2 separate regions of the Ovis aries genome follow, and region 1 is linked to region 2. Evidence: chromatin contacts called from public Hi-C data. All regions are on one chromosome and are shown on one strand. The core of a region is the stretch at or near the end of the contact, and the rest is flanking DNA. Distances in the headings are between cores, read along the strand shown.

Evidence for each region. A called contact is a pair of places that touch in the nucleus more often than the background predicts.
Region 1: a contact with region 2 is called in a Hi-C map of blood, with 2.2 times the contacts expected there. The contact joins the promoter of PELI1 here to the enhancer-like site in region 2. A contact is called at or near these places in 2 of 16 Hi-C or Micro-C datasets (both in blood).

Annotation. Positions count from the first base shown.
Region 1 is chr3:44,147,029-44,150,370 of ARS-UI_Ramb_v3.0, reverse strand. PELI1 (pellino E3 ubiquitin protein ligase 1) reads right to left here and starts at 1,911. Exons shown (of 9, transcript XM_060412042.1): 1 at 1,585-1,911.
Region 2 is chr3:44,086,904-44,090,249 of ARS-UI_Ramb_v3.0, reverse strand. No RefSeq gene overlaps it. Among named protein-coding and RNA genes, the nearest start is that of PELI1, 60 kb to the left of the region's middle. Within about 2 kb of position 1,434, at least 16 of the 54 cell types and tissues checked have an H3K27ac peak or open chromatin away from gene starts, as enhancers often do.

The sequences.
Region 1 (3,342 bases), core at 662-3,161, 60 kb before region 2:
AAATAACTAGTAGAAATGATGCTTGATTTAAATTTGCACTACCTTCTAGTTTGGGTCAACTACCAAAATAAACTTGTCTTCAGAATTATCTTCCTCCACAAGAGGTTGTTGGTGCGAGTAAAAAACATAAGGGATTTATATGCTGTATTTGTACAAGACGGACAATGTTTTGAAAGATATAAATCTGATCACTCTGAGAAAACATTTTCTCTTTGTTAGTTACAAAGAAAACGCCATAAACTGAAACCAGAACTGGAGAAACTGAACCTTCTCCACAATTCAAAAATTTAAATTCACACTACTATGAAAAGTAAATAACAACAAAAACACTCTAATCTTTCTGCTCAATTAAGGTAACACATACACAATGTAGAAAAAGACAAAGCCAGTTCTTAAACAAAAGATCAGCTGCTGTGAAAAAATAACATTCTGCAGACTAAGAGAAGTACACCGTCTTTGAACCAAAACAAATAGATGACCTTTTCGTATATTTAAAGCTTCAGTTCTTGGCACAACCAGCACCTTATGGATAAAGCGCTCACTCAATTATCTGATGACTAAACGATGGGAAAGCTGTTGGTGCTATTAAAACCAAGACACATTTCCTTGTGTGCAGTGATTAAAATCTGTGAAGCCTACGTTAAAAAGTCTGTCCTCCCACCCCCATCCCCCATCCCTGCTAGTCTGCCTTGTAAGAAACCTACATGTACAAAAACCAAAACTAGATGGGTGAGTTTATGATCACAGTATTTTCCCCACTCCGGGCATTTTTCAAGAGACTTTTGAGGTTTTAAAATTCAAACACTATGTAAGAAGAGTTATGGTTTGAACTACCTAACAAGTACCCCGACCTCTTTTAGACTTTAGTTAGCCTATACGTAAAAGGAACATCTTTAACTTTTCCACGGGGCACTGGAGAACGAGTTCTTACTCATAAATGCTTTCAGGTCTTCAGACACCAGGTGCGGTGGAGGAGCAAGCTCTTCTGAACCTCAGTTTACCCACTTACAGAAACGGGCTTATTAACTTGTTTCGTCGGGGCCCCGGAGGTGTAATTAATTAATGTTTTTAAGTGCTCTGTGATCCAGAGATGAAAGGAAACGCGAGGGACACGCAGAGATGATGACAATAATCATAATAAAAAGAATGACTAACTTGGAAGTCTGTGTTATGTAAGGAAAGGAAAAAGAAGTTATCAGTTTCGCACAAACAAAAGAAAAGCCCACCACCCCTTTTGTTTCCCTTTGGTTTCGGTCTCGCTCCCAGCCCCCGCGGAGCTCCCCTCCGGCAGCTGGCGACCCTACCCCGGGCGCGGGGCTCGGACTTGGCCACCCTCGCGCCCGCTCCCAGGCAGAGGGGGAGGGCGCGCCGGGCAGGCTCCTGACAAAGGCGCTTCCTCCTGCGAGGGCGCGGGATGCCGGCGCCGCAAACTCCGCTCCCGGCCGCCTCCGGCGCGGGGGCGCGCAGGCGGGCGGGGAGAGCCGGCCGGCCGGCCGCCCCGGTAAGCCGCTGAGGAAGTTGCGCGCCTGCCTGGCCCGCACCCCTCGGCGGCCCCGCCGCGACCCCTCCTGCGGCCACACTCACCGGACAATTGCTGGTGGCCGGAATTCCCAGCACGGCCCCGAGACACGGAGCGAGGGGGGAGAAGTGTGCGTGCGCGGGCAGCGCGAGCAGACAGCCCGGCGTTCCGCCGCCGCCTTGTTCGCCAGCCGGCCGAGCCCAACGAGGGGAAGTTGGCCGCGGAGCCGAACGCTGGAGAAGCCGCGGGCGGAGGAAGAGCCGCGGGATCCGCCTTGTGATGCGCTCCAGGAGGGCTCGAGGCAAATCCGAACGCGCGGCGAGGCTGCTGCTGCTGCTGGAGGCGGCGGCGGCGGCGGCGCCCCCCGACGGTTCCACCGCCTCTGGGTCTCTGACCCACGCTCGGAGGGAGGGGAGGGGACTAGCGGGGGGGCGGGACTGGAGGGAGGGGACAGGGCAGGGCCACAGAGGGAGGCGGTGCGGCGGCGCCGAGCGGTCTCTTGGGAGTTGTAGTTCTCCTCAAGAAAAAAGCTGTACATTGTTGTTGAGGACGCGTCTGCGTTCGCTCTGCAGTGCGCATGCTCGGGAGGGAGGCTCGGCCCTACTGTTACTATGGTCACCGACACACTAAGGAAGGGAACGTGTTAAGCGAGGCTGCTGACTGAACAAGGCCCTCCTTGTGTTATGGTACTGTTAAGGATCCCACTTTTGGCTAGTCCTTTAACTTCGCTCCACCCCCAGCTTCTAGACTCATCACGCCAACTGCCCAGTGAAATCTGACTTCCTCACCATATCTCGGTCTTCCCTGCTGCTTAATTTTATCCCATAAATTCAGGATCACAAATACCCATTTCCCTCCCTTCCCGCAAATGTATCCTCTCTGCCTTAAATTTAAGGTTCTTTGTTTGTTTGTTGTTTAACCTAAGACTTGTAGAAAGGTGTTAGTTGTTCAGTCATGTCGGATTCTTTGTGACCCCAAGGACTGTAGCCCCCTTCAGGCTCCTTGGGATTCTCCAGGCAAGAATACTGGATTGGGTAGCCTGTCCCTTCTCCAGGGGATCTTCCTGACCCGGAGGTGGAACCCAAGGCTTCTGCATTGCAGATTCTTTACCATCTGAGCCACCAGTTGCTTCCGATATCTTAATTAATTACGTTATAAAAGGGTTAGGAGCATCACCACTGTCAGATTCCCATCATTTCTTCACGCAGTCACATCCAACTTTAAGGCCAGCAAAGGTAAAGCTCAAGGTTAAGATCACTGTATCTTACTTCATCCATGTTAAAAAATTTCTTAAATTTTAAGGCCTACGATTTTCAAGAAATACAAATTTTATAAAGTAGAAGTTCAAAAGATAAGTGGAAAGTTGAAAATTGTTTGCTGTACGTACATTGACCAACTTTCAGTTGGCAATAAGAGAAGTCTGAACCAAGGTCTGAGTATGCTTTGGGGCTGGTCAGCTAAGTCTACGCCCATGTGGGACAGCCAGGTGTGAAGAGATGGTGGACGAGGGTGGTGCAAGGCAGGACATGTTACTGGATTCCAGAGAACTAAAGGCAACCTATCCCAAGATCTTTTGTTTTCCTTCTCTGCCTACCTAGAACCCCATACTCTGGAAGAAAAGGACTAGCGTTTAGAAATCAGAAACACAGGAAAAGCTGCGGTTTTCAGGTAGAGAGTTTCAAGGTCAAGGATCCTTGTGTTTGCAGACCCCATGATTAATATTCAAAAAACAGTTATTGAGTATAGTATGTCTCAGGTACTTCTTCAGTTCCCAGAAATAGAGATACAGGAGCATAAAAGAAATATTTATTATTTTCAAAGTG
Region 2 (3,346 bases), core at 185-2,684:
GAATTTAAAGACTAGTCTAATTGCTTAGAAACATGCAAACCCCCAAAGGAGTTTTCTGGCTTATTCCAAGCATGGAGAAAAGTAGGTGGCTAAGAATCTTTACAATTTCTGGAAAAAGGAATCTTAACAAAGACACATGAATTGAAGCAAACAAGAACTATGTTTGTTTGAAAGTACCAGGAAAGTGATTTTTGGCAGGGTAATTTTCCAGGAGTCAAAAAGTATTTTAAAGTGGAATCTGCAATTGTGAATCACACAGTGGTGGGTCCTGACAACATAAAGGGCACATGTTCTAGGAGAGTATAATATTTTATAGAATTTTAAACAGAGTGCTTACACCTTTAAAAAATTCTCTTTTCTAAAGTTTGATACCTACTTTGAGTAAGTATACAGTAAAGAAAATTTTAGCTGTTATGGAATCTACTTTCTTCACTCTTTTGCTAAAATCTCATTTTTGTCATCTTCCTGAAATGGTCATTTAAGAATCACAGATTAAAAAAAAATAAAAAATCCATTCAATGGAGTACAGTTTATTAACAACTATGCTCTGATATAAAATAAAAATTAAAACAAAAGACACCCAGTGGAAGCCCTGTGGGAATGATCCTATTCGTGGACAGCTAGTTGACTTGGGCCTGGTTTGCATGTAGAGATCACAGTCCCCCCTCCCTCACTTCCACCTCCCCTGACAGGCCCCTTTAACAGTGTTTATACACTTTCTCTGCTACTACTCATCAGCAGATATTCCATTCTAAGCCCTTCAAAGGGACGAGGTTTATGTGATTTTGTTTTTCTTCTTTGTGGGAAGGGTTCCTCCCCCACCTCTTGGAGTTTAGCAGCAGCTAAGAAATGTGACCCCAAGGTCACATTCAGATTAGAACTCAGTAAAACCTGAGGGTCTGTTATTTCATGGCACTAAAGGAAACTCACAAAATGAAAATGATAGCTGGGTATGGAGAGGGTTTGGAGCTTCTCTGGTGGCTCAGAAGGTACAGAATTTGCCTGCAATGCAGGAGACCCCAGTTGGATCCCTGAGTTCGGAAGATCCCCTGGAGGGGAGGGCATGGCAACCCACTCCAGTATTCTTGCCTGGAGAATCACCTGGACAGAGGAGCCTGGCAGCTACAGTCCCTAGTGTCACAAAGAGTCAGATATGGCTGAAGCTGCTTAGCATGCACGCACGCGTGGAGAGGGTTTGCATGGGAGGGGAATCTGGCTTAGCATTGGTTGCACTCATTCCCCTGGGGTGGGAGCCTAGAAAGAGAGGGTGTCAAGTGGCTCTGGCAACTGAGTCCGGTCAGGGTTGCCCTCAGGATCAGGATGAAAAGGGGGAAATGAGGTAGCAGCAGCACTACGGCTTAACACTGAGCGCTCCCCAGGCAGCCACTAACTGGCTTACTCTTTTCAGATTTCTCTTAAGAAGCAGATTTCCGTTTCTGTTCTGTTGCCTCTGAGGGGATTTCCCAAATTAACCTTCTTTAAGCTTTCTTGAGGGACTGTTTTTGAGGGCTGGTGGGGAATTTCCCTCTTCTGACCAAAGTGTTGCTGGGAGAGATTTACTGCTGATCTTCATCTGGGGATTTTCTCACAGGCCTTTGCTACTTCCTGTTTCCCAGGAGTCTCTGCTCTCTGGGAACTGAAGAGCTAACAAGCGAAGTGCATAAACAGGTTTAAGGAAAAGGAAAGAGGGTGTGTTTCATACAGTGGTACTCTTCTTCTCTTTTCTAGTTCTTTGCCATAGTGATACTGGATTTGAAGACTGGACCCAGGGACCTTGCTGAGGGCCTCAGCTTGATTACACTAAATGTTCCACGGGAACTTGGGTTGGACAGTGAACTCACAAATCATAATAAATGATCAGTTTTACTAGAATAGCTATTCTGTATTGGGGATGGATAGAAACTCCTATGTTAAAAGAAGCCACCAAAGAATCATTGCACATTTTACTTAATGATAATACTCTTCCAGTAGTTGAGTTCTTTCTGTGTCATGCATGGTACTTGGAGTTTTGCAAACATGTCTCATTTGATCCTGGCAGCTACCTAGAGAAGCAGGCTTTACTAAGGCCCATTTAACAGATGAGCATATCAAGGCTCTGAGATGTTAGGTTATTAGCCACATTTTCCAGGCTGGTATTAGGAGCCCAATTTTGTGGCATCCCAAAGCCTGTGTTTATTTAGCTATAAATTTGTCCCAAATTTGATATTTGTTTCATTGGTCTTTTAGGTTCTATTACCAGAAAATTAATGGAAAGGATCCTTAGGAGAAGCAGCCCCCCAAACCCATGAGTGAAGATATTTTCGGGGCAGCTGACAGTTGTTAGCTTAGCTCTGTACACCTGCCAGGCCCTTCTGCTGTATATTCACTATTTTCACATCCCCTGAAAAGTGATGCTGCTGACCTGGGAACAGGAATCAATATATAAAAGAAGTGCCAACTGGAGCAATTAATTAGTCCTTCCTCTTCAAAAACCTTCTGCCTAACCACTGCTTTATACCTTGTTATTTTCTACCCTAGTTTTGTACATTTTGTCAAGGCTCTTAGAAATAATTCCCCTGAGGACAGGTCCTGGAATATCTCTGACCCTGCTTTGGCCCAGGGAAAATAACATTCTTGATTGCTCTGAAGCTAGATCCCTGTCTGTATGTGCAGTGGTGTGTGTGTGTGTTTTCTTGTATGAGTTTCTCATTGAGGTAGATTATTAGCCACAGTTGACATTTACAAAGTTCTCCATATATTTTCAGTTCCCCCAGAGAAGTTGTGAGCATGGGGGAGGGTGCTGGGGGCAGCAGTGGCACTGATAAAGCAGTTCCTGGGCATTCCCAATGGTTGGGATGCCCCTGCTGCCTTGACACCCCTTCCCCACTGCAGACTCCAGTCTGTCTAGGAGGGCTCCTGACCACATCCTCTTCATCCAAATGGTGAACTCCGATAGCTATCAACAGTTAAGAGTTGACTAGCTGCCAAGTGATTTACTGCCTTAATTGACCTGATCCTCACCCATGAAGGTAAGCTGAATGGTTCCCATTTATTTTATCAGTGAGGAAACCAAGGCCCTGTCAGGTTAATAATTGACCCAAAGTCACCTAGCAAGTAATCTGAGGGACTAGGACACAGATTCTAACCTGTCTGATTCCCAGTTACGACTTTGTTGTGGGAGAGGGGAGTACACCGTATTTATGTGTTTATTTATACGAAGATATACATTTCAGATGTACAACATTTTTATGTATCATGAAATGATCACCAAAATGATCTCCAGTTACCATCTGTCACCATGCAAAGTTGTTAACAATATTGTTGACTAGATTCCCTTTGTGTATGTTACATCTTTGTGACTTATTAA